Linked DNA regions of Mus musculus: all the other regions are linked to region 6. Evidence: chromatin contacts called from public HiChIP or PLAC-seq and promoter capture Hi-C data. All regions are on one chromosome and are shown on one strand. The core of a region is the stretch at or near the end of the contact, and the rest is flanking DNA. Distances in the headings are between cores, read along the strand shown. Region 1 holds the start of Spdya (speedy/RINGO cell cycle regulator family, member A). Region 2 overlaps Togaram2 (TOG array regulator of axonemal microtubules 2). Region 3 holds the start of Xdh (xanthine dehydrogenase). Region 4 overlaps Srd5a2 (steroid 5 alpha-reductase 2). Region 5 holds the start of Togaram2 (TOG array regulator of axonemal microtubules 2). Region 6 holds the start of Ypel5 (yippee like 5). Region 7 has its middle 16 kb from the start of Smchd1.

Region 1 (3,710 bases), core at 402-2,901, 1.3 Mb before region 6:
AGATTCTCTCTACAAGTTGTCACATCCTTGGAAGTGCTAAAGCACTGTGTGCACAGTTCCCAGTTTACCAATATCTTGCTTCATCCTCAATACATGCTTGTGAAGATACAGCTAAGATGAGGGAGCAGGTCCTCGGGATAACTGGGGTGGCTGGAGACTAAGAACTGAATTCTAGCCCAGCGTGGTGGCGTACACCTTTAATCCCAGCACTCGGGAGGCAGAGGCAGGCAGATTTCTGAGTTCGAGGCCAGCCTGGTCTACAAAGTGAGTTCCAGGACAGCCAGGGCTATTCAGAGTAACCCTGTCTCAAAAAACAAACAAACAAACAAACAAAGAACTGAATTCTATTTGGGTTCCTTACTTAAGGTACTTTCTGTTGTGCCATTTGCTAATGGACCTGAGATGTTTACTCATTTTCATTTTTAAAAATTGAATGCTTATGAGTGTCTTGTTTGCATGTATGCATGTGTGCTACATGTGTGCCTTATGTCAGCAAAGGCCAGAAGATGATGTTGGATACCCTAGAACTGTAGTTACAGGTGGTTGTGAGCTGCCACATGTGTGCTAGGAATTTGAGCAGCAAGTACTTTTAACCATAGAGCTGTCTCTCTATCCCTGAACCTGAGATCTTAACAACAGTCGAATTAGCTCCTACTCAAAGGGCTCATTGTATGTATGTTTAGAATATTTTTTACATTATTATGGAAACATACCTTTTCAGTGTACTTCAGCATCACGTAGCATCAGTTTCCTTAAGTTCCTGACTCAGTGTTTCTTGTTAGAGATTTTATAGGTGAATTGATAGCCTGAGAGAGGTTGAAGATCTAATGGGCTGGTAACACTTTTGTCTAAGCCATTAACATTACCATGACCTTGGTTTTATCTACTCAGTCACATTTTAAGGAAGTTCTACAAAACACTGAGTACAGGTAGCTAAAAGGGGGAAGATTCCACAACCCAACTCATGTTGTCTGTTAATCTCTGGATGTATGGACCAACCCAAAATTCCACAGAGAGTCTTAATTACCAGTTCAGTTACTAGTCTACTTGAGTTTGATAACAAGTCAGAACTGTATGGTGCTCTCATACTATATATATAAAGCAGATTCTGAATTGGAGGGGTGGGACTGGCAAGCGTTGATTATGCACCAGCTATATCCCAGGAGTCTCAGGAAGGCACGGGCATGACAAAAGGAGCATTTAGGGCTGTGAATGGAAGAACGTTGCCCTTTGCTCACTAAAGGCCACTTTATTTCACACCTTTTGAGCTAGCATGCGTGGGCTCTTTCTCCTCTTACACACTTGTGCACAAGGGAAGAAGCACCCAGGTCCAAGGCGCGAGCAGAGAGGCAGGGAGGGGGAACGGCAAGCAGCCCTGGTCCTTCAGGGCAGCCCAGTCCCCTCGTCCTGTCCGGGGCTCCTCAACCGCTCCGCACAGCCAGCGTTCGAGGGAAAGCGCGACCGCATCAAGATACAGAGAGCTGGAGCGGAATAACGGCAGAAGGCGGAGGCGACCCGGTCAGCGAGGGGCGGGGCGGGGCGATAGCGCAGGCCCCGCCCTCGGCGGTTCCCGTGCTCTGATTGGCTCCCGCGGCCGCGCGCTCCCGGCCCTCCGCTTGAGGTTCTTAGGCGGGTTTTGCGGCCTGCGGCTAGCGACCCAGCACGCAACCGCCTGAGGTAGATCGCTGAGGCGGAGGCTGTGGGGCCGCTCGCTCTTCGCCGGCCTGCGCAGGTACCTTCACCTGCCCGCCCGCCCGCCGGGGCCTGATGGCGGGGTTCTGGGTGTCGCCTGTGCCCTCCCTCTCGCTCCCACAGTCCTGCGTGAGGAGGCGGGGACGCCTCAGCCCCACATCCCCGCGGCCTCGAGCAGCCCCGCCGGCCCCAAGGGCCGGGCATCCCGGAGGCGGGGACGGGAACTGGCGGTGCGGGGCGAGAGGAGGGAGACCGGGCAGTGCGGCTCCGGCGGGTGGCGCGGGGTTGGTGCGCGGTGGGGAGCGAGGCTCGGCCTCTTCACGGGGCTGAGGGATGAGTCCTGCCGCTGTGTCCCGTGTCCCACGCCCCCGGCCCGAGTCCTCCCGGGCTGGAGTTCTGAGCTGTCGCGTCTCATCGCGACACCTTTAGCCACTTTCTCCAAAAGTACGAAAGTTTTCCTGCCTACCTGCCCCCTGTCGTCAGCGATTGACTGTCAGATGCTCACACGGAGAAACTATTTCTAATATATATATATGTGTGTGTGTGTGTGTGTGTGTGTGTGTGTATGTATACGTGTGTATACACACACACACATATGTAATATATATAGTAACCACTAGCCATACACATACATATGATCCTGTCGCCAGAGTTTCTTCAGATGCTTACAGAATTCAGCTGTATGTACCAGACAAACAGAACCCCAGACCTCACACACCCGGACATCGTCTTTATGAATTTTGCTGTGATTTTTTTTTTCCCAATGTTGGGTCGAATGCATGCCACTGAGTTGAAGGATCTTTAACTTTTATGTTGTGAGACTTTTCCTTCAGAGGTCCAAATCGATCAATATCTGCTCACCCTAGACAGGGCATTCGTGACAGAGCAAAGTAGGGATTCCACCCAAGTCCGCTTTGGTGAAGCCCGGGTTTACAAGGGTATCTGTGGGAGAGGGCTTACTGACAGATAGAGCCTGTGTGGCTCAAGCTGCGTCCCTGAAAAGTCCACCCAGCTCAGGGGAAGCCCTGGGAAAGCTGCCGTCCTTACTGCTTTAGAACCTTGGACAGGGGCCTGTCGACTCTTGGGAGTTGTTTATTTTTCTGAGTCTTGTTTCGTTACTTCGTCTTAAGCAGCTTCCCTTTAGGACAGAATGTGTCTTGTTTGGAGACAATCAGCGAGCTTCTCTTATTTCCCCGTTCACTCTTTCTCTTGAGAAATGCCTCATCGTTTTTTCACTTGTTCTTTATTTCTTCCCTCTTGCATTAGAACTCTTACTCATTGATGCATCTAAACAAAGAGCTAAATTTAAAAAAAATACAGCAAAGTAGAATTTGACACAGGCTGCAGTTTTTCTTCGTAAGCTCTTAACTGCACAAACTTTGATTCAGTCTTTATGAACTTTAGTGAATCTCTATTTGGGAATTTCAGCCATTTCCTTTCCCTGTTTTCTCAAGTCTTAGATGAAATAATCTGATACATGAAGTTTGCATTTTCTTATTTTGTTTCAATATAAAAACATTGTTTAAAAGTCACTTACCATTGAGTAAAACTTAGCTCCTGGACAATGTAGCACAGTGTTCTGCATTCTGATATATCTGTCTTACCTCTGAATCTAGCCCTGCCCTGGTCCTTTTTGAGAAACTTAATGACTGTTTGGTTTTTTGTTGTTGGGTCGTCCCCCCCCCCCCAGAAGAAAGGCAGATGAAGGAATCAAAAGACAAATAATTGTAGAACTAATTATAATTTCCATCTATTTTGGTTGTTGGTTAGTTCTGTTTGTTTCGCTTTGAGTTGTCCATGCTGGTCTTTGAGATATATGTTGTCCACGCTGGTTTCAGACTGAAGATACAGCTGTGGCTACAGATGCTGTGACTAGCCTGGTCTCAGACTAAAGATACTTTCCTCCCTCTCCCTCTCCCTCTCCTCTCCCCTCCTCTCCTCTCCCCCTCCTCTCCCTCCTCCTCCTCTCCCCTCTCCCTCTCTCTCTCCCCTCCTCCTCTCCCCTCTCCTCTTCTCTC
Region 2 (3,419 bases), core at 763-3,262, 1.1 Mb before region 6:
GTCGCGTATTCCTCGAATATATTATTACTTTCACATCTCTGACCAGCACACGGAGCAGAAACATCTGCAGAGGAGAAGATCTACACTGGTTCACTGTTTCACTGTGCATGGTGGGGCAGGCAGGCAAGCAGGGTGGGGGAACTCCGTTCGTGGAAGTGGGTTCATGAGGCTGAGGCTGGTCCTGTCAGGAAGCTGAACACAAGGTTGGACCCAGAGTCTGGGCTGTGACTTCAAAGGTCTATCCCCAGTGACCGACCTACTTCCTCCCTCCTCCAGCTGGGTCTCATCTCCTGATGGCTCCACGGTTGCTCCAAATAGCACAGCCAGCTGGGAGAGAGTGCTCCAAATGGTCTGAGGAGGGACATTTTCCATCTGAAGTTAGGGATGAGAAGGGTGGTATGCCGTCTATCCAGGGCCAGCTGTGCCTTCTCTTAGCTCTCTCTTAGCCCAACACTGCTCTTGTCTTTCCACCTGTACCATCTTTGACTTTGATTTGCATTTCTACCATGTTTTATGGAAATGAAAAGGGACCCGCAAAACCCGCTGCTTAGCTAGTGATCTGGTGGATGTTGGGTGCCAGGCTGGAGGGAGCCCAGCTCTTTCCCCTCCCCCTCCATCATCCCTTCTTCTCCCAGGATGTGAGGCCTAGGTTAGTACAGCAATCACCCTCAGCTCTCCGTGCTCCAGGTACTAACTTCTTCCCCCATCTTACCCCTGCTCAGCCTCTCTGGATCCGGTGGGAGGCCCCAGAGGGGTTCCTCTGCGGAGCACAATCCCCCGCACCACCTCACAGAGGCTCCTGAGGGTACCCAGGCCGATGCCTCCCATCCAGAGCATTCCCACCACCCCTGAGGCCAACAGTGCTAAGGAGAAGGACCTGGACCCTCCTGGAGGCAGACAGGATCTCCAGGACCCGGGAGCCAGTGCCCAGGAGGTAAGGCAGCTCTGTGGCTCCCCATTCCTTTATCAACTCTTGTCCCTGTGCCCCGGCTAAATGTCTCTAGACAGTCCTCAAGACCAGGGTGGCATTGAGACCCTCATTTCACGTCTCCCTGTAGCGTTCCAGCTGTTACATCTGGCCTGAGAGTGGTGTGTGTGTGTGTGTGTGTGTGTGTGTGTGTGTGTGGTTGCCTGAGAGGTATGGGGGCTACAATCCTTTCTGTCCTGGAGTTGGTGGACCCAGGCTTTCTTTGGTGTTCATGTTTTGGGATTTTTCCCGGTCTTCTGCTCATCTCTTGCTTAATGCCAGCTTGTTGGCATGGAGGAAGGCGTTGGCATCGCCTTCCCAGAGCTGTTTTGTACATCTGTAAAAGCAGAGCTTTGAATTGGGGGTTTTAGAGGGTCCCTTCCAGCTCTACACAGTCAAAGATTTTTCTGAAATGAGAAGATTAAAAAAAAATTAAAATCCAAAAAATAATTAAAGCGACGGAAAAGCTTGCCAGTCTTCCTACCTGGAGTGGTTGGGAAGGGGTGACCTTCCCAGAGGGGTTGGAGTGGGGCTAAGAGACCGAAAAGGGAAACAAGAGGACATTTCCCAGCATCCTCTCACCAGCTGCCAGGAGATGCTTTGTGCGAGGTTACCAGGAGCAGAAAGTACAGTGTGAGTCATGCTTCCAAGGACCAGGCTCCCTCCCCCTCACAGGTGCAGATTTCCAGGCAATACTTACACTGCGCTGATGAGAAGATGCACAAGTCTTTAGGAGGCCTCGTGATCCCACCCATTCCGAAGGCCCGGATGCCCACAGGGACCTCTTCCTGCAGGCCTGGCTCCTTGCCCAGCCCCCTGTGTCCAAGCCAGGATGTGCTTATGGGACCAAAGGCCCCACATACGCGGTAAGCGGCCTACTTAAAAATCTCAAGTCTGTTTGTGGTCATCTCTCCTGTAACTTGTCTTGCCCCCCACCCCCCTTCCCTTGGGCTCCTCACTGCTGAGTCACCGTGGCTGGCACAGTCTTGAGGCACCAGGTTTGGAAAGGGTAAAAATCCCCTCTTGTGAATGGCAGACATGCGGAGACCACAGCATTGTTGTTGCGGCTCCTCTGATCCTGGACTCTGGCTGGCTCTGAAGGCATTCATGACCAGTAATGTGGGCAGTAACTTGTTTTCTAGTTTCTCAATGTCTACAGTTGCCATAGTGATGAATAAAATACACATTGTTTTAGGGCATGGTCAAGCCCATGGTGGCTCTCTCTTATTTTGTATTTTCTTAACTGACAGATACTGAAACCACCACTATTATCATGTATAATGTGTGTATAATGTATATAGTGTGTGGTCATGTGTGTGTATGTTTGCATATACATATGTGTGGGTATATGGGTTTTTCATAAAATGTTTGGACTTCAAAAGGCTCTTCATACCCAGAAACAGTTGGGGCAGAGGCTCTAGGTTATCATGAATCTGCTCGTAAAGAAGACAGGCAGAGCCTTCTAGACGGCTATCAGCATCCAGTGGCCAGCCCAGACTGATACCCCAATTGGGTATGTAAGAATTCCTAGGCACATGCCTGTGAGTGTACATCTGTAATCATGTTTGTGTCTGTGTGTGCATTTGTATACACACATGTGAGTGTCTGGGAATGTATGTGAGTGGGCGTTCAGCCACTATAGGTCTGCCTTTCCCGGTGCGGCGTATGAGTGTACATTTCTGTTGCTATGATAAAACACCACACAGGGTCAAACAAGTTATGGAAGAATTTACACGGACAGAGAGTTCTGGAGGGTAAGAGCCCACGGTGGTGGGGCAACATCAGGCATCATAGCACAGGATGCCGAGAGCTTACATCTTGACCCTCAGAGCGAGAATACCGGGAATAGCTTGAGGCTTTTTAAATCCCAGAGCCCACCTGCAAATGGCATAACTCCTGTGGGCAAGGCCACACTATTCAAACATTGCCACTACCACCCCCCACCCCATCCCCGCCCAAGACTCTGGGGCACGTTTGTCACTTAAATCACCACCTATGGTTGTCACATCCTCCTCCTGCATTTCTTTGGCCTGATCTTCCAAAGTCTTCCATTTCTCTCTGGCTTTCCGAGATCTCCTGTTTCCTGGGCTGCCTTCTCTGGTCACAGCCATGTCTCTATCTTTGTCTGGGCCCTGCTAGACTGTGGGACCATGTCCCTGCACTTGTTCCTGGATGGGAGCTCTCTTCCATCCTCACCTTCACACTCACCTCTGCACTGGCCTTCCTTACCACGGGACGCTTCTCCTGGCACACAGCTTCTCTCCCTCTCTCTGTAGCATTAGTGACAGAGTCTTCGATCTCTGTCCAATGCCTCTCATGACCTTTGTGGCTGTGGCTAGGGTTGACATTTTTCTCCTCTTTCTCTTGGTTTTATACCCATGTCTTGATCTTCCAGGCACTCTCCTACATGCCTTTCATCTGTTGCTCAAATCTGCCCATCCTCAAAATTCCT
Region 3 (3,341 bases), core at 196-2,695, 1.1 Mb after region 6:
AACCTGCCACTAGCTCACTGGGAAAAATTCATTTATGAGCATCCCAAAGATGATGATGTCTGTGTGTGCACAGTATTTCCAGGGAGCCAAGTTAACAGCTGTTTCCTCACCTCTGTGATGCAACCATTGGGCACAAAAGACATTTAAAAGATTGAGTTCAAAAGCCTTACTACCATCAGCTTAGGCATTTCACCCTAGCCCTTGTCTTGGTCCAAGCTTGCCCAACACACACACACACACACACACACAAAAGCAATATATCAGAGAGATTCAGGGATCCAGGGATGGGGCCACTCCCACTGAATCCACAGGCTTTACCGTACTGGTGTTGAAATGACTCCTAAAGTTTGCGTGCTAGTTAGCCAAGCAGATGCTGGCAGTCTAAGCCCTTAGGAATTCTTGAAATCACATGTCCATTCTTGCAAATTTCTTCAGAAATTACTCAGTCTCTTTAATCAACACAAAAGTGTCAAAATAAAAAAACAAGTAAAATTGTTTGGGGAGGGGGGGAAGCCTTTGGCCCACTCATGGTTTATGAAGTCCATGTGGCCAGTTACAGTGGGGGAAATGAGGGTTCTTCTCCTGTGACCTCAAGTGGGGAGCTGCAGTGCTGGGAGTACCTTGAAGGGAGGCCAACAACGCCAGAAACAATACACTTAGCTTGCTCCTTCTCTCCCTGCACCGAGTTGACCTTGCAAAGATTCTCAGGCTATCAGGGATTTTGTGGACCCCATACCACTTTACCTACATTCACAAGTGCCGTTTAAGGGGTTTGCAATATTTACATATAGAACTGAGAGATGGTGATGGAGGAGTCCTTTATGAAAATAATGACAATAATGGCTTGCCACAAGGTGTCAGTATATGTTGCCGCACAGTAAATCAGCTCTAGTTAAATCTATGTACAGGATCATATATCAGAACCAGTGGCTGTGTGTGTTTTATGTTCCGGCATTAGCATAAAAGTGCCCGCCTCCTGCTGTTTGTATTAAAGAGAGCCACTGAAACACTAGAAACAGAGAAGAAACACAGAAATAGGGAAGTGCTGTTGCCTCCTCCTCTCACCTAGACTCTGTTCCTTTTCCCACCTCTGAGCCAGTGTGTCCTCTAGCATAGAGTGGCCATCCCTCTCTCTTCCCTCCCCTTCCTCCTTTGCCCTCTGAGCGTCTTGCCTGTGTTCATCTTGCTCTAAAGTTACCAAACTACAGCAATATCTTTTGAGGGGTAAGATGAGACCAGAACACATCAAAGTGTCCACACAAGAGAAGTGACACAGGTCCCCTTTCAGACAGCAGAATCTCTAAACCAAAGGTCAACTGCCACTTACCTTTTTGCCATTCACAAAGAAGACCAACTCATCTACCGTTGTCCTCGTCATCGTGACGGCCGGAGTCCCCGAGCTGCTGCGAGGTGCTTGTAGATATCACTGCCTGCAACTTGAAAGATACGCCTCCCAGCAAAATGAAACAAAGTTAGCCAATGAGAAAGAAGCAGCTCCAGGCATGGACAGCTCTTGGCAAGAGTCACAGGTTTGCACAATCCAGGAAGGACCAGACAGCCAATCCACAGATCCTACTCTGTCCTCCTAGTCAAAGTGCACAGAGGAAAGTGCAGCCGTAGATTAAGGAAGCCTGCATCTTGGCACCAGATGACTGTGAATTCTGGGCACCTGCCCTTGTGAAACCTGCTTCATCCTCCTCCCACTTGCCATACCAGGAAGAGCAGGGAAGGAGCAGTTTGCCAGCCACTGAGGCTGATTCACTCTCTTCCCGTTCACACTTGTTATTTTCCCAAACCGGCTCACCCTGACACAGGCTCGCCACTGGCCTGCACAGCTCACTCTCTCAGGGCCTGGCAGAATGTGAAGGTCAGAGACACAGACCCTTATGTCCAGACTCAAACCCTGACCTTTGACTACAGCCTGTCACTTATCGCCTGCAGGACTCAGCTGTTTCTTCCTGGAAAAGGGACATCAGGATGACACCAAAAGCAGAAAGCTGAAAAGCAAAAGGTCTCTCGGGCGTGCCTTATAAACTTGCAGAGAATGGAAATAATCACTTTTGAACAGTCACAGGAACAATCCCAATAACAAATCATGTTCCAGAATTTCACAAAACTTGTCAAATTATCAGAGGAACTCATACACCAAAACATATTACAAGCACCAAGTAAATAAAATAAGCTAATACAACAACACCCACCACAGTCTGTTAATAGAGCTGAGAGCCCCCAGCTCCATCAAGGACCATTAGCTTCTGGTGTAAATGCCTATGCACAGCATCCACTCAGACAACACTCGTGGGCTCTCCTTGCTCCACCTCCCACCACTCCATTCCACCCATCTTCACATCAGCAGGCACTCTGTCCTTCCCCAGCCCTGCAGTCACTCAATCACTCAGCCAACCTACAGGGACACATGTGTCATCGTCCTGGAAGACCACAGAAAAGGAAGAAAAGTGCATGGTCAGATGAGCCTGGTGCAGCAACAACATTTTGGGAAACAGGACTCCTGGGACAGTCACATCATCAACACAACGCCCCTTTGCTGGCACAGCCCTGACGGAACCAAGAATGAACTTATTTGTCGGTCAATTGATATCCCAGTTTACCCTTAGACTTATGCACCAAATCCCTTCAAGTTTCTCGGTCCAGGATATTCTGGTCATCATAAAACAGTACTTGCTACCCGGAATCAAATTCCTTACGAAATGGGCAGTTTGGCTGTCTGGGGATGTTAGTGACATGCCTGGTAGGGCTGTTGTTGAAGATGATGATGATGATGATGATGATGATGATGATGATGATGATGATGATTATGATGCTTCTGAGACCAGGAAATGGAACTAACCATCCCAAGCCCAGGATAATCCTTCACAATAAAGAGTTGTCCAACCTAACATGTCAATCAAGTAGAGGCAGAGATGTGGTGACCTGGAAGGGAAAGGGTGGGGAGAGGGACTAAGGCTGAACCTAAGGTGTGTTTTGTTAACTCCCTGTTCCTCACACTCCTATGATGGACTGGTGTTCTGTTCAGTGACTCATCTTCATGAGCTCTGCCTTTCCCCCACAGTCCCAGGGAAAACTCTGAAGGCTGGATTTAGTGTCAGCTCCATCACCTTTGCAAAAGTCACTGGCTTGGGTCCAGTGGCCACGTTCACAGACACGGCTTACTATAACTACTCTGTAAAATCAATTCTGCCAAAAAAAAGTAAAGAAAGAGGGCAAACCATCCCAGCAGATGTTGAGAGAGTGCTGGATGGAGGATATAGGAATGTGAAACCTAGGGGTTGGTAACACCCACAGTACCCCTCCCCTGCCATAATCTGAAGGCACAAATAACC
Region 4 (3,847 bases), core at 704-3,203, 1.2 Mb after region 6:
AATAGTTGCTGGGGAGGGAGAGATGTTTTCTTCCTTCGGTGGTGTGGCCACCAGTAAGGACACCATGCTCTTGTAAATAATTCCTTACCAAGGACCCTGTAACCAACTCTAATGAGGCTCCCTTCGTCATGAAAGGTAAGTCAGTAGGGCTAACAGGAGGGCTCAGCAGTCAAAAGCACTTGTTGCACTTCTAGAGAACCCGGAATTTGGTTCCCAGCACACATGTCCAGAGGTTTGTAAATCCTTGCCGAATTACTCAGCTCCAGTATCTGATGCCGTCTTCTGAGTGTCCACACACACATATGCATACAAACACACACACACACACCACGTAAATTAAAGTATACCTTTGAAAATAAGATAAAAACATGTAAGAGCAAGAGGAAAACAAAATAGAAATAAAAGATGCATATAGTAAAAACACATTATAAATTATGAAAATGCCACGAGGCTCATTATTGTGTCTAACTAGACACCTGCTTACAACAAATAAAATTTACAAAAAGCATGGACAACGTTAACTTCAGAGAATCGGCAGCATCTCTTGAAAATATCCCTTCCAGGAGTTTGGGGATGCAACTACTACTATGGATCTCATTTTGCCCTCTAAAAGGTAGGTTGCAGTCCTAGCTCCCAATGCCTGAAGATACAGTCTTATTTTGGACCAACAGTCATGGCATATGTAATGAATTGGAATAGCTCATACTGATGCAGGATGGACCCTTAATCCCACAGATCTGCAAAGAGACATGAAGGAGATATAGGATGAGAAGGTCACAGGAACACTGGTAGAGATTGGAATGAGTCTACCCCAGCCATGGAGAACTAAGAACAGTGAGTCTCCACCAGAACTGAACAGAAAGAAGCAAGGAAGCAAGCCATTCCAGAGAGCACAGCCCTGCCTATCCCTTAAGGCCAAACCTCTGGTCTCCAGAATTCTGAGAAGATAGATATTTTTCCCCTTGCTCTAAGCCATGCAGCTGAGGTCCTTTCCTGTGACAGCCTGAGGAAATTAATGCTGACCAAGTTGTCCTCTTAACTGGTTGAAACTAATGGCCCTCGAGGCATAATAAAGACAAAATGCACTCTGCTAAAGTGCTTTGGGTTTGAACTGGAAGACAAAAGTGATCACGCGTGCCAGAAGAGCCCGGTCTGCCCTGCTTTGGTTTGAAAAGACCCTGTGTGCTCCATCTCCCCCGCCAACGCCTGCCATTGCTTCAGGAGCACCGTCACAAAGCCCTCTTAGTCCTAGTAAAAGAGACACCCCTGGCTCTCCCTCCGGGAGGAATATAACCAGACAGCCTCAATTTGATTTTGACATTGCACCAGCTGGAAACTCCTGGTGGAAATATTGACGGAGAACTCTGTCTATGCTCTTCAGAGACGCTCCATGTACCAGGCAATGCCCCGACTTCTGTCATTCGTTTACTGCCTCTGATGGACAGCAGGTTCTCCTGAAGTGGGCTGTTGCCATGTCTCTCAAAGGCTGTGAACCTTGAAACCCTGTCCCTTTCGAGACAGGAAGTTGTAGGATTAGGTCACAGGAGAAACTGCTGCTTTGCCTATTTCCAAACTGGCCTCAGTTTCTATTCAAAAGGAGCTTGTGCCTCATTTAATCCTAAAAGCTATTAGAAAAATCATTAGCCAGACAAAAACACTGAGGCGAGGCAGAAACACCAAGGAGAAAGATTAAGATGCGCTCAGCTCAGTCCTTTAATCCATGTGTTCCTTCTTGGTCTCTAGGCATTCATCTTTCTATAAAAGTTACTTGAAAGTAAGCAGGTGACGTCCTATCACCTCCTACCTTGAGAGGGACAGGGTTTCAATGATCCCTAGCCCCTCTCTACCCCTGGATTAACGATTTGTTAGACCAACCCTCCAAGGGGGTGGGGTGAGGGTAGGGGTGTGGCATAATGGGACCTTAACTGCCTGCAGTTCCAACATGTACCAGCAGATGGAGCACTCGGAGCTCATCTGCTTTCCTTGCTTGGTGATGGCTGGCAATGGTCTCATCCCTGGAGAACAGACACATCAAGAAATACAGTGGAAGAGAATTGAACTGAAACGTGACATTTCTTTCACCTCTTAACCCACTATCTGAAGTTTCCAGCCAGGTGGTAATAAATCTTATTTGGAGACGAATACTTCTATGTAGATGCAACGACCTTGTGACACTATTAACTGTCAACCTGACCCTTAGGGGGTAGTCTGGTCACACCTGTGAGGGACTGTTTCTATTAAGGATAGCCTCAGAGAAATTCCTGTGAAGGGTTGTCCTGATTAAGTCCATTGATGTAGGAAGACCCGTCTTAATTTTGGCAAGGCTTATTTCCCTCGTGAGGGACCCTGGACTGTCTAAATGAAGAGGGGCAAACAGAGCATATATGGTATGTATGCATTGATTTGTTTTGCTTTCTACTTTTGACTATAAAGGCAATGTGACCGGCTGCTTCAAGTTCCAGCCACCTTGACGTGCATAGCCCGGAAGATGGAGCCAAACGGGCCCTTTCTTTCTTACGTTGTTTCGTTGTAAAACACTATCAGATCAACAGGAAACAAAACTAAGACAGACCTCTCTGTTAAAGGTTTACCTGTGGTGGTAAAAAGCTTGCATCCCCAGGAAACAAAGTGTGAAAAATGCAAAAGCAAAGGCTGGAACAGACCAAGTGGCCAAAGCGTAGCCCATCCATTCAATAATCTCGCCCAGGAAATTGGCTCCAGACACATACGTAAACAAGCCACCTGTGTGCAGAAGAATCAAAAAAAGACAGCACTCAGAACAGCGTTACCGTGACACTGCATCCCTGTGTCTCATTCCAAAATGCACAAAGACAGGCAAAGGAACGTAAAGCCAGCATTCAGAGGAAGCTTTGCAGAGACGCAGGGAAACTAGCCCCTTGTCTGGAGAATGTTCTGGAATCCTGAGGAGTGGCCCTATCTCCCTGAGGGGCTTCCTGCCCGTTTCTTTACAAGGGACCACCAGCTTCAAGCAAGACAAGCAAGAGGTGCCGAAGACCTGCTTTTTGTCTCGTTTCATGAAAGGACTTCTTCAGGCAGCTTCTTCCTAAGACTTTCCTGGCAAGGTCAAATGCCAACCACTAATGGTGCATTCCAGCCCCACAAAGTGAGACTTAACATGTGTGAGTGATGTGATTCTTGTCTGACCCTCTGATTGTCCACTACCCGGCCCCCTACACTATACACTGTTCAAGTTGAAAGCAGTGAATATTTGGCTTGGGAAAACTCAGCTGCTGCTAAGTTACCCCACAAGATATTTCCTCTCTCAGAACTATCTAAAAACCAAGCTATGTCCAATGACATCCAATATACCCACACTCAAACTTTATGAGCCATATTAAACTAGGAAAGCTGTGACCAAAACAGCTTTTCTCCTTCTATAATTACATTACATTGTGCTTTTAAGTCATTCTATCTCGGTCTCATAACTCGGTTAAAACCCTTGGCAGTCTGGTTTTGTAAGAACTGTCTCTGCTTATCTTTACGTAATTATTAAGCCGAAGTTTTAAAGTGTTGCTGTGGTTGGAATGTGAGTGCTGCCCTCAGATTCTTGTGGACACTTTGTCCCCAGCTGGTGAAATGTTTCAGAGGGGTATAGAACCTTTCAGCCATGGGCCCTTGCTGGCAGGTGGAAGGCTATCAGGTATGGACTATAGAAAGAGAAAGACAGCCTGGTTCCTGCCCAAGTTCTCCACTCTCCTAGCTGCTATGGAGATTGAAGCAAGTCACTCCATGTTCCTGCCACCAATGACAAGAACTCCCCTAGTACGACAAGGCTCCCTCGCCTAAGCTTCCTCACTTGGACGCTGTGAGCTGACGTCACTCTGTC
Region 5 (3,445 bases), core at 820-3,319, 1.2 Mb before region 6:
CTCTAACAGTGGTTCTCAACTTGTGGGTCGAGACCCTTTTGGGCAGCTCAAAGGACCCTTTCACAGAAGTCACCAGAAAACATAGATATTTCCATTACGATTCATAACAGAGGCAAAATTACAGTTATGAAGTATTAGTGAAAATAATTTTATGGTTGGGGGGGTCATCACAACATGAGGAGCTGCTTTAAAGGGTCACAGCAGCTTTAGGAAGGTTGGGAACCACGGCATAGGGTCAGAACTGACATGTCTTCCACTGACTACAGTTGCCAACCTGGGAAGTGACAGAGATCTTCCTGAGAGGTTTCGGAGGTGGAGGGAGTCCCTGAATGTGTCGGAGAGCTTGTGAATCTACATCTTTAAGCTGTTTACTTAATTTATTTCAAGTGTTCCTACAGAACTTTCTGTGAGGCTGGCATGATGGTGCACACCTTTAAGTCTTAGCATTCAGGAGGAAGGTACGAATGCGTTTCTCTGTGGGTTCAAGGCCAGCCTGGTCTTCACAAAGAGTTCCAGGCCAACCAGGGCTACAGAGAAAGTTCTAGAAGAGGCTGGTTACATTGAAAGTTCTAGGACAGAGTTACTTACATAGAAAGTTCTAGGGCAGCCAGGGGGCTACATAGAGAGAAAAAAAAGAAAGAAAAGAAAAGAAAAGAAAGAAAGAAAAAGAAAAGAAGAGGGAAGGAGTTACTGTGGAGGGGATACAGCCCTGTGTGGGTAGTAAACCATCTATCTGGTCGCTCAGTTCCTCCCGGGGCAGCCTGTGCTCTCTGCATGTCCCCTGGACTCTGGAGGAGGGCCCCCAGGCTCAGGAATTTGGTAGCAGTCAGCTTCTCCCTCAGAGGACCCTGCTGGCGCCCTCTGGTGGGACCACTGCTCTCTACAGGTAGATAGCTAGTACTTTTTTCTTTTTCTTTTTCTTTTTTGAGACAGGGTTTCCTCTTGTAGTCCGGCCGTCCTGGAACAGGCCGGCCTCAAGTTCAAAGATCCTCCCCCCTCTGCCTTCCGAGTGCTGGGATCAAAGGCGTGTGCGCGCCCCTCTCCTGGTTTTCCATTCTTACTGGCAGGCCACTAGTGGCCTCGCTTGCTCTTGGAGCTTGCTCCTTAGAGAGGCTTCTGGATGGTCCCCATGGACCACAGAGAGGAAAGCGTTGTACTGGATGCATTTATTCAGCAGCTAGGCTTCCTGGGAGTGAGGCAGCCTGTTCCAGACTCCTCCGCTCCGTATTCCTGTGTCTGCCGAGCGGACTCCTCGCTGAGAAGTTGGAGGGGTTGCCTAAAAAAAAAAAAAAAAAAAAACCCTTAGTGTTTGGGCAAGTGGTGCTTTGAAAAGCTGTGTGCTCCTCCCCTGTATGCCTTGGAGGGTGGGCTGGAGAGGGTCAAGAGAGGGCAGGGCAAGAGGCAGGAACAGTTGCTATCTGAGGGGATGACACACCGGTGCACGGAGGGGCTCCTCGAGGAAGCACACACAGAGACTTCAGAGTTCCCAAATGTTTGGCTTTCGGCTACAAAAATATCTCTGTGGAGATAAACAGAGGGCCTATTCTGTTCTGGACAAACGCTGTGCTTCTTCCTGGCAGTACCATTTTATAGATGAGGGAAACTGAGGCTGAGCAAGGTTAAGCCCTGGTCATAGAGCGTAAAACAGCAACAGCAAAATCGAGGTCAGACCCGGCTCTGCTTGCTGCCTGCCCCTACCTGGCCTTTTGCCTACGGAGGCAAGCTGATGAGCAGAGAGGCCTCTGGGGCCTAGAGGCCGTGTGCATAGGATCACCTTCCTATGGCTCCTGCCTCAGTCTGCTGTACATTTCTTGACGCAGCCACTACCCAGTGGATCCCAGCTGGCTCTGGGATGCTTTCGTGCATTATCCCTCCCCCATGCTTTGTTGTGGCCCTAGAGGACAGGTTGGCCTCTGGGGCGTGCCCAGCACCGGGGGAAGCCACGGGGGAAATGAGGCCGAGGGGAAAAGTCTTAGTGCTCTCTCTCTCTCTCTCTCTCTCTCTCTCTCTCTCTCTCTCCTCCACACAGGGACTTGGGCTCCTTCAGAGAGCGGTTGCCATGCAGCCGTGTTTATTCAAGAGGAGCCTGGCAGAGAGCAGGAGTGTGCCAGCCGCGGCTGTGGGCTTTCTTGTACCTGCTTGGACAGAAGGCCGTGGCCTAGGCCTCCTAAGCTGGCCCTGGGCCAAGGCAGGCCAGGTGGGTGATGCCCTACCCTTGCCTCCCTCTGTGCAGGGACAGCATTGTTTCCAGAGAGACTAAGGACCCTGGATTCCTCCACTGACAGGGGATTGGCCTCTGGATGGAGAGGTGAGAGATACTGGCGTTCGCTCACCGAGCTGTTTGGATGGGAGGGCCAAGCCTTCGAAATCCTTTGAAGGAGGAGATCTGAACTTGAAGCAAGCAAAAAGAGCATAGTGAGGGGAGAGGGAAGCCGTGTCACAGTAGGAGATCTCTGCCTCTCTCTGGGTCTCTCTGAATGAGGCCAGACATGCTGCTGGCTGGCTGGTATGAGTCTAGGAAGAGGGCTGCTCTGGGCTGCTCCCTTCCCCAGGGTAGTGACCCTTGGCAATGGTTGGTTCTGCTCCTCTGGGCTAAATTCCCTGCGGGTGCTGAGAACGATGGTGCTGGCAGGAGTGGGGACAGTCCTAAGCTTGGGGACTAGAGCACCGAGTTACAGTGAAGGTTTGGAAAGATTCTGCTCTGGGTTTGAATTCTGACACCAGACACACTTACTGGACTATGGGGCTGGCGTTTGCACCTCTGAGTCTCAGTTTCCTTGTATGTAAAAGCTCTCCTGTCCCTGGTTTTGAGGGTGGAGATAGGTGGGCACTTGGCCAGCCCAAGGCCAGCGTGGAACTTTTGTTCTTGTGCCGCCAAGAAAGTGGAGATCGGCGTGTTTCTTGCTTGATTGATTTTGGTCTCCTAACACTGTGGTTCTACTGGCTACCATCCAGAACGAGGCCCACACTGATGGGAGGGGATTTGGAAGGGTGACTGTTTATTTTCCGTTTGTCTTTTGTGAGGCAGGGTAGCGCAGGCTGGCCTGGGAGTTGCTAGGTCACTGAAGATGGCTTTGAACTTCTGGTACCCCTGTCTCTCCAGAGCGCTGTGATCACAGGTGTGCCACTGTGCCTGCCCTCAGAAGGCCTCATTCTTCCTCAGAAGCGTAAAGGGTGAAGAGAGCTTCTATCTGTCTGGGCGTCAGTGTGGTAGCCATGGACCATGCTGGCCTCTGGTCCTAGGTGGGGGGAGTGACAGGCCCATAGCCAGGTCATCTTAGTCCTACATTGTTCTCACAACTGGCTGGAGTTCAGTCCAGGGAGCAGCAGATCCGAAGCAGGAGAATGTGGAGGAGGACTGGAGACGGGAGGATATGACCTAGGCTCTAATGAGACTTGCTTTTCAAGGCATATCGTCCCATCATTCCCGAGGGCCACCATTGTC
Region 6 (3,691 bases), core at 1,161-3,660:
TTAAGGAGTTAAAGGAGGTGGTGGTGCCAGTAGGAAGCAAGAACAGGGCAGGGTTGGATTATAGCCCACTAGACATAAGAAAGTGGTGACAGGCAAGGCCTAAAGAAACGTCTCTGCTGTTGAAAGGCGATACAGGCTCCATTTAGGACAGGCTGAGTTTCAAGATCTAGAGAGTTCTCTGTATCCATCCAATGTCCCTCTGACATTGGAAAAGAACAGAGATTACCATCTGAGACTGATTGAAGTGCCCGAGTCTATAATTTGTGGATAAAAATACATTTGGCACTAAAGAATGATCAGAGATGGAGAGGTGGCTCAGAGGTTAAGAATACTTGATGCTCTCACAGAGGACAGGAGTTCCAAGATCACTAACATCCATGTTGAATGGCTTGAAACTGCCTGCAACTCTAGCTCCAGATGATAGGACAACCTTCCCAGCCTCCTCCAGCACTCAGAGCAACATGTACATATGAAGACACACACACACACACACACACTAAAATTAAAAATGACTGATTGTGGCTAAATTAAAAAAGAAGAAGAAGAAAACTAGAAGAAGTACACTGTGTCCCCACCCTTCCCCATTTTGAAATTGTCAGCAGAGAACTGAAGTCTTCGGAAAGCATGCTAGGGTTGGTGGCACAAATCTGTAAGCCAGCTATTCGGGAGCAGCAGCAGGACAGTGGAAAACTGGAGACAAACATGGGCATTAAAGGTGGAATGTGTCTCAATCTAGTATTCAGAAAGAGGGAGGGCGATGGAACTGAGTGGTGGAGTACTGCCTAAAATGTATGAGACTGGCCTTGTTTCCAAATTCTGGGGGGAAATGAGGCACTGTACTTTCTTTCCTGGAATACATGTGTACCTTGATTTAAGACAGTGTCAGTCACTGTAGCAATTCCTGATGCTCTTGCCTCGGCTTTCCAGAGTGTCATGACAATAGCTATAGACCAGTGTACACAGCTCTAAGTTTAACAGTCTTGTATTAAATAAAAATAAAGGGATTATAAGAATCTCCCAATATACCCCAAAATGCTTTTTTTCCTCCAGCAAAATTCTCTTTAATCTAAACATAGTCTTTTATCTTTGATGGTCAGAGTAGCTTTTTGTTTTGTTTTGTTTTCTCGAGACACTATGTAGCTTTGGTTGTCCTGAAACTCACTCTAGACTAAAGGCATGTTCTACAAAACCAGGCCACAGTAACTCTTTATTTTATAAATGAATGAAAAGTACTGAAGGATTTAGGGTTAAGTATCAGGGTTTTGTCAGAACACATATTCTATGCTACAAATTTCAAGTGCTAGTATATATATATGTGTATAATTTATATATTTTATGTTTATTTAATACATGAAATATTTTGAGGTATTTCTGTCATCTTTATGGACAGCCAACAGAGATTTAATTACCTGGGAAAGCCAACGGAATGGCAAAAATTTTCCAACTTATCTTAAACATGGTGAGGGAGGGCTAAGGGGACAGCTGTCTTTTTCAACAAGACAGTTGATCTCCACATAAAAGACTTAAGTTTTTGAGAATTACTTCAACGGTCAAGAGAAAACTTGGGCCGGGCGTGGTGGCACACGCCTTTAAGCCCAGCACTTGGGAGGCAGAGGCAGGCGAATTTCTGAGTTCGAGGCCAGCCTGGTCTACAGAGTGAGTTCCAGGCTGTCCAGAAACCCTGTTTCGAAAAACAAAGAGATAGAGACAGAAACAGAGAGAGGGAAGAGAAGAGAAAACTTGGAAAGTTTGTAAATAGAACCAAGCACGCTGAAAAAAACCTTGTTTACAATGAATTCCTATATACCGAGACACAAAGAGTTCGGGATTTGTTTAAGGCAATTCGTGTAAGCCAAGAGAAAGTGGCCTGATGGGATGGTAAAACGGGCATTTCAACCTAGGTAGCCCTTTAACCTCAATACCAGCGTTGACTAGAAAACAGCCTCTTGTTTTCGCTTCTTCTAGGCTTCCTTGGCTATCAGGAAGCTATGGCCTCAGCCGCCAGCAGGTGACGCCGATGACGGGCAATGAGTCCCAGCTGCCGCAATTACCAAGGCTGAGGCGTCTCCTTTAAGAAGCTGACTCACGTGGATGCTGTGTTGTGTGCGCTCAGCTGGGAGTGGGGGGCGGGTCCTCACTCTCACTACATTGGCCGCCTCGGCCGAGGAGGCAGACTTAGCCTCCTTGATTGGCCGTAAGGATGCAAGGTGTCGAATTAGAGGCGGGGCGAGCGGCGAGGAGTCCGCCCATCCGCTGCGGCTTCGGGGTGGGGTGGGCGGCGGAGTGTAAGCGGGCAAGGGTGGGGGGAGGGCGAGCCCGAGAAGGGGCGGGGCCCGGCGGAAGGGGCAGAGTGCCAGGGAGAGGGGCGGAGCCTAGAAATGAAGGGCGCTGCGGGCCAACCGGGAGAGCCGCCTGAAGGGAGGGCGGGGCCACGCCCGGTGATTGACGCCGAGGCCCGACCGAGGAGAGGCGGGGCCAAGGCCTGACTAAACCTGAAGACTTGGGAGGCCGAGGTGGGCTTCGACCCAGCTGAGGAGCGAAGAGCTGCTGGCAGCGCCGATTCCCAGCACGCCGGTGAGTACGGCGGTGGGCGCCGGGATCGGAGTCGGCTGGGGCTCGAAGCCCTTGGGCCGGCGGCTTCGAAGCCTTCGGGGAGCGGCCCGGGGCGGGGGCCCAGGCAGGAAGTGCCTCTTCCCCTTCTCCACTCGTCCAGGGTCCTGGCCGGGCCACCAGGGCAATTCTCAGGACTGTGGGGCCGTGGGGCCGCGGGGCCGGGCCGGGCGGTCCTTCTTTGTGAGGCTGTGGCGCGGCGGCCGCCGCCGACCCGCCCCCGCCGCGCAGCGGAGCGCTCCGCGAGCCCACAACAGCCGCGACCCCCTTAGCGACCCGCGGCCCCCGCCCGCCCGCCGCCCTCGGCGCCTGTCGCCTGGGCCGCCGGTCCGCAGACAGCTCTCTCCGTGACACCCCCACTTCCTAGGCCGCCCCGCCCCCACAGCCGCCGTCCCCGCCGCAGCGTCGGGGGCGCGCCCGGGCTCCGATTCGGGGCCGGCCCGCGGGCCCGCGCTCCAGGGCCGCGCTCGCACCCCGCCCGCCCCGCCGCTCCGGAGGCTCGACTCGTGCTCGGGTGTCTGGGCTGTGGGCCGTGCCCGCCTCGTCGGTGCTAGCCCCTATCACGCTGCCCTCTGGACCCTGGGCGTGGGGAACACTGCCCGGTAGCCTGCGGGTGCCGAGCGCCCGGTCGCCCGCGCCTGCCCAGCTGTTCCGCCTGTGTTTGTTGTGCCGAGGAGGCCCCGCCGCCGCCGCCGCGCGCTCCGCCTTGCGCCGGGCGATTGGCTGGAGGGAGTCACGTGGGCGCGATCAGCTGGGCCGGCTGCGGGCGGTCGGCTTGGCGCAGACCCCGGTGCTGCTCGGGGAGCGGACCGGGAGGCTCTTTCCTGCTGGCTGCGGTGGGCACGCTCCTGCACACCCCGTTACTCCACGCTGCTGTGCAGGTTGGTAGGAAGCCTGAGTGTTGCCAGCGGGAGTGGGAAGCCGCAGTAGTACCCAGGTCTGTTTCATCCGGACGCCAGACTGATCTCCTTTTGGAGTGACAGGAAGGAAAGGTGTGCGACTCATTTATTTTTTATTTTTAAACTTTTTGTTTCTGTTTCCAGAGCCCTCTTGGAAATCTTGAGGATTTTTATTTCTGGTG
Region 7 (3,790 bases), core at 17-2,516, 1.3 Mb before region 6:
TAGTTTGGGCATAGGGAAACCTCAAAGCCTGCTCCCAGAGTGACACACTTCCTCCAACAAGGCCATACCTACTCCCACAAGGCCATGCCTGCTGATAGTGCCACTCCCTGTAGGCCGAGCATTCAAAGACATGAGTCTACGGGGGCCATACCTATTCAAATCACCACAGTAATAAAGGATTTGTTTTCCTAATAAAGGATTCGTTCATCCCTCTGGTAGCACACTGCTGTTTGAGTCTTTTGTGTGCATGTTTGTGTTCATGCACGTGTGTGCAGGCACATGGAGGTCAGAGGCCCACTGGAGGTATCTTCCTTTATCTCTCTTCATCAGATTTTCTGAAACAGGGTTTCTCCTGGATCTGTCGCTCACAGATGAGCTATGTGGACTAGCCAATCAGCTCCAGGATCCACTTGTCTGTCCAAACCCCCAGCACTGGGGTTAGAGACACCCCACCATGCCTGGCTTTTTATGAGGGTGCTAGGGATCTGAACTCAGGTCGTCGTGCCTACACAACAAATATTTTACACATCTGCTTAATCTCCTGTGGTTTGTATTTTCTTGATTTGTTTTGCTTTTTGAGATAGGGTCTCACTATATAGTCCAGGCTGGACTGAAACTGGGGGATATCCTCCTGTACCAGCCTTTGGGGTGCTGGAATCACAGATATGTACAACTGGCTATATTCTTTTTAAAGATAGAGAACCCCCAATGTTCTCCAAGATGGCCTTGTTTTTAAAAAAAAAGTTTTATTTTTGTGTGTATGAATGTTTGCACTGCATTTATGTAAGTGTACCATGTGTGCACAGTGCCTGTGGAGACCTAAAGTCGGTGTCAGATCCCGTGGAACTGCAGTTACAGATGGTTGTGAGTCACCATGGGAAGGCTGTGAACTGAACCAGAGTTCTCTGCAAGAGGAGCCAGTGCCCTTAACCACTGAGCTCTCTCTCCAGCCCCATGAGGTGGCCTCTTTGGCTCCTGAACAGGCTGTGTTTTCGTCCTTTCTCAGGAGAGATCACCTAACTCTTCCCTTCCCTCAATGAGCCGTTACAGGCTACTTTCTCTAGTTGTATTTTAACCCTGCTAGGCTCTAGTGGGTGAAGTGGCTTGCTTTAAAGCTTATCTCTCTCTTTCATTCCGAGGCTGGAGAGTCTATGAAGGATAAGCAGCTCCAGGGTTACAGACTTTCACAGCCTTGGCACATCCTGTTCTCCACCCACCCACTCACCCAACCACCCATCCACCCACCGACCCACACACTCAGCCATTTTACCAGCCCACATTTACTCTTATCTTCCTGTCCCATGACACCGTACCCTGGGTTAGTGTTATGTTCCTTGGCGACGTGAGAGCTAAAGTTGCATAACATTTAGTTTCTTTTGCTTTGTTCATGTCACCATTTTGCTCAATTCAGCTTCTTGGACAAGGGTTTGATTTCTAGAATACTTGGCAGAACTGCTTTGCTCCTTCCACTGCTACGTGGTTTCTGGAGATCAAACTCAGGTTACCAGACTTGGAGAGCAGCACCTTTGACCCACTGAACCAGCTCACTAGCCCCGAGGCCTCACTAAAATATTTACCTAAGACTGAGAAGCAGAAAAGCTGCTCTAAGTTCTCTGGGATTCAGGTTATTTACCTTCAGTCTAAATTCTCTCCAGGCCGCCTTTGCATACACACACACACACACACACACACACACACACACACACACACACACGTGCAAGTGTAAGACAGGATCCCAGGCTGGCCTCAAACTTCAGATCTTGGCTACCTTAGCCACCCAAATTCTGGGATGACAAGCATGTAGTATCACTCCCAGATTTTAAGACTTTTATCCTAGAGAAGTTTAATTTTTATTTATTTATTTTTACTTTCTTTTATTTCTTTTTTGGATACATTTTAAAAAGTAGAATACTTAGTCCCAGCTACTTGGAGACTGAAGTGGAAAGCTGAGATCACTAAACTTGAGACCAGCATGGACAGTATAGGGTGACTCCACCTCAGAGAGAAAACAAAAAAGCTGGGCATATCTATCTATCTATCTATCTATCTATCTATCTATCTATCTATCTATCTATCTATCTATTGCTTAGAATCTATAATCTTAGCTCATAGGAGGTTGAGACAGGAAGTCAGCCATGAGTTGCCAGACCCATCCCTCAAAAACAAACCAACAGAGCTGAAGAGATGGCTCCGGGGGACCCAGATTTGATTCACAGCAAGGGTAAGGTGGCTAAAATCCATCTGCAATTCCAAGGATCCAATATCCTCTGGTCTCTGTGGACATAGGCATGTATGTGGGTCAGACATACATGCAGGCAAAAACTTATACACATTATTAATAATAATAAACAACTAATCCAAGCAAACCCAAGTGTTAAATCTAGCAGCAGAGAGCCATACCATGACTCTAAATTCCATAAATTTCATAAATGGTATTTATTCTAGGGATGTTTTGTTTTTCAGACAGAACTTCAAATTGAATTCAGGGTCTAGGGAAGTGCTTATCCACTGAGTTACAGCCCCAGGCTGAGAAAGTGATCATATGGAAATATTTAGAAAAAAGTCACAATCCATGTCCTAGAATCCCTACAAGTTATTTGATAAAATTTAACCATCAGCCGGACGTGGTGGTGCACGCCTTTAATCCCAGCACTCGGGAGGCAGAGGCAGGCAGATTTCTGAGTTCAAGGCCAGCCAGGGCTACAGAGAGAAACCCTGTCTCGAAAAACAAAAAAATAAAAAATTAAAATATAAATAAATAAATAAACAAACAAACAAACAAATAAATAAATAAAACTTAACAGTCAAGCCGGGTATGGTGGTTTATGCCTTTAATCCTAGCACTCAGGAGGCAGAGGCAGATCTCCCTCTGTGAGTTTCAGGCCAGCCTGGTCTACAAAGAGAGTTTCAGAACAAGCAGAGCTGTTAAACAAAGAAACCTTGTCTCCAAAAATCAAACAAATCAAAAACAAACAAACAAAAAAAAACCCAAACCAAACCAAACCAAACCAAACCAAACCAAAAAACAGTAAAGGAAAAAGAAGGGATACTTTTGAAACTTGTTAAATGTTAAGCAAAAGCTGTTATTCTCATTTCTTTATCTATGTACACGGAACTTTGTGCCTGTGGCTCAGGGACTCTTTAGCCCTAGATAATTAGTGATGAGGAGTGATGGTTTACTGAGTGTCTTTCTGCCCTGCGCCTCCCTTTTCCCTTTAGTTCTGATGGGGTCTCATGATCCTTTTACATCAGTTGCCAGAAGGGTGGATCATGCAGTACCATGCCCGACTTCTTTCTCTTTTAATTAATGTTTTGCTTTTGCGGGGCTGGTAATAGCTGTCTTGCCTAGCATCTAACAGGCTTTGAGTTTGGTCTCCATAACACATAATTTGGACATGGAGACAAAGTGTAATCGCATACTTGGAAGGTGGAAGTGGGAGGGTTAGAAGTTCAAGGCCATCCTCAGCTATGTGGGTAGTTTGAGGCCAACCTGGGCTAGACTTTGCTGTTAACCTGCTATGTATCTCCGGGTGGGCAGGACCGCCAGACCTTCAGCTCTCAGCATCCTCAATGAGTGCTGTGGACCAGCATCCCTCACCGACCTCAGGGCTGCAAGTTTGCTTTAACAGATTTGCTCCCTCTTCCCCCCCAGTTCTGGGATCAAAACCAAAGGCTGTGTGACAGGCTAGACAAGTACTCTGGGGTAGCCTACCCTTACCACACCACTACCATGTATTACAGGAGATTAGTATCAACTTGAAGGTTCTCTTCTTCTTCTTCTTCTTCTTCT

The links. Promoter capture Hi-C pulls out the DNA fragments that hold promoters and counts their contacts. HiChIP or PLAC-seq counts read pairs in DNA pulled down with a chosen protein or histone mark. Capture Hi-C pulls out chosen DNA fragments and counts their contacts.
Region 1: a contact with region 6 is called in a promoter capture Hi-C map of the HPC-7 cell line. The contact joins the promoter of Spdya here to the promoter of Ypel5 in region 6. A contact is called at or near these places in 15 of 39 promoter capture datasets (the 3T3-L1 cell line, 3T3-L1-derived adipocytes, the C10 cell line and 11 more), 2 of 484 Hi-C or Micro-C datasets (the N1E-115 cell line and muscle stem cells), 7 of 115 datasets of contacts at active chromatin or transcription factors (astrocytes, cardiomyocytes, craniofacial prominence and 4 more) and 2 of 9 other capture datasets (adipose tissue and liver).
Region 2: a contact with region 6 is called in an H3K4me3 HiChIP or PLAC-seq map of stem cell-derived neural progenitor cells, with 7 times the contacts expected there. The contact joins the enhancer-like site here to the promoter of Ypel5 in region 6. A contact is called at or near these places in 15 of 39 promoter capture datasets (the 3T3-L1 cell line, the C10 cell line, HPC-7-derived erythroid cells and 7 more), 1 of 484 Hi-C or Micro-C datasets (bone marrow-derived macrophages) and 5 of 115 datasets of contacts at active chromatin or transcription factors (acute myeloid leukemia, embryonic midbrain, large pre-B cells and 2 more).
Region 3: a contact with region 6 is called in a promoter capture Hi-C map of adipose tissue, with 3 times the contacts expected there. The contact joins the promoter of Xdh here to the promoter of Ypel5 in region 6. A contact is called at or near these places in 9 of 39 promoter capture datasets (the 3T3-L1 cell line, 3T3-L1-derived adipocytes, the SN4741 cell line and 4 more), 1 of 484 Hi-C or Micro-C datasets (uterus), 3 of 115 datasets of contacts at active chromatin or transcription factors (large pre-B cells, microglia and pro-B cells) and 3 of 9 other capture datasets (adipose tissue, liver and macrophages).
Region 4: a contact with region 6 is called in a promoter capture Hi-C map of pre-B cells, with 4 times the contacts expected there. The contact joins the enhancer-like site here to the promoter of Ypel5 in region 6. A contact is called at or near these places in 9 of 39 promoter capture datasets (the 3T3-L1 cell line, 3T3-L1-derived adipocytes, the C10 cell line and 5 more), 1 of 115 datasets of contacts at active chromatin or transcription factors (thymic regulatory T cells) and 1 of 9 other capture datasets (adipose tissue).
Region 5: a contact with region 6 is called in an H3K4me3 HiChIP or PLAC-seq map of embryonic forebrain, with 7 times the contacts expected there. The contact joins the promoter of Togaram2 here to the promoter of Ypel5 in region 6. A contact is called at or near these places in 13 of 39 promoter capture datasets (the 3T3-L1 cell line, the C10 cell line, HPC-7-derived erythroid cells and 6 more) and 10 of 115 datasets of contacts at active chromatin or transcription factors (acute myeloid leukemia, differentiating embryonic stem cells, embryonic forebrain and 7 more).
Region 7: a promoter capture Hi-C map of the 3T3-L1 cell line shows a contact between it and region 6, with 9 times the contacts expected there. The contact joins the enhancer-like site here to the promoter of Ypel5 in region 6. A contact is called at or near these places in 4 of 39 promoter capture datasets (the 3T3-L1 cell line, hippocampal neurons, maxillary cranial neural crest and 1 more), 2 of 484 Hi-C or Micro-C datasets (CD4 T cells and embryonic stem cells) and 3 of 115 datasets of contacts at active chromatin or transcription factors (embryonic forebrain, large pre-B cells and microglia).

What each region holds. Positions count from the first base shown.
Region 1 is chr17:71,550,410-71,554,119 of GRCm38.p6, forward strand. Spdya (speedy/RINGO cell cycle regulator family, member A) reads left to right here and starts at 1,652. Exons shown (of 7, transcript NM_029254.1): 1 at 1,652-1,732.
Region 2 is chr17:71,689,804-71,693,222 of GRCm38.p6, forward strand. Togaram2 (TOG array regulator of axonemal microtubules 2) reads left to right here. Exons shown (of 20, transcript NM_177087.4): 5 at 723-934; 6 at 1,643-1,833. Among named protein-coding and RNA genes, the nearest start is that of Togaram2, 18 kb to the left of the region's middle. Within about 2 kb of position 2,013, at least 64 of the 459 cell types and tissues checked have an H3K27ac peak or open chromatin away from gene starts, as enhancers often do. A contact at or near this core is called in hippocampal neurons and stem cell-derived neural progenitor cells, where this site is marked.
Region 3 is chr17:73,948,751-73,952,091 of GRCm38.p6, forward strand. It overlaps Xdh (xanthine dehydrogenase), which reads right to left and starts at 1,446. Exons shown (of 36, transcript NM_011723.3): 1 at 1,328-1,446. The coding sequence starts at 1,378.
Region 4 is chr17:74,018,793-74,022,639 of GRCm38.p6, forward strand. It overlaps Srd5a2 (steroid 5 alpha-reductase 2), which reads right to left. Exons shown (of 5, transcript NM_053188.3): 4 at 2,592-2,742. Among named protein-coding and RNA genes, the nearest start is that of Gm24475, 20 kb to the left of the region's middle. Within about 2 kb of position 1,954, at least 22 of the 459 cell types and tissues checked have an H3K27ac peak or open chromatin away from gene starts, as enhancers often do.
Region 5 is chr17:71,671,192-71,674,636 of GRCm38.p6, forward strand. Togaram2 (TOG array regulator of axonemal microtubules 2) reads left to right here and starts at 2,070. Exons shown (of 20, transcript NM_177087.4): 1 at 2,070-2,308.
Region 6 is chr17:72,834,218-72,837,908 of GRCm38.p6, forward strand. It overlaps Ypel5 (yippee like 5), which reads left to right and starts at 2,411. Exons shown (of 3, transcript NM_027166.6): 1 at 2,411-2,574.
Region 7 is chr17:71,489,900-71,493,689 of GRCm38.p6, forward strand. No RefSeq gene overlaps it. Among named protein-coding and RNA genes, the nearest start is that of Smchd1, 16 kb to the left of the region's middle. Within about 2 kb of position 1,267, at least 45 of the 459 cell types and tissues checked have an H3K27ac peak or open chromatin away from gene starts, as enhancers often do.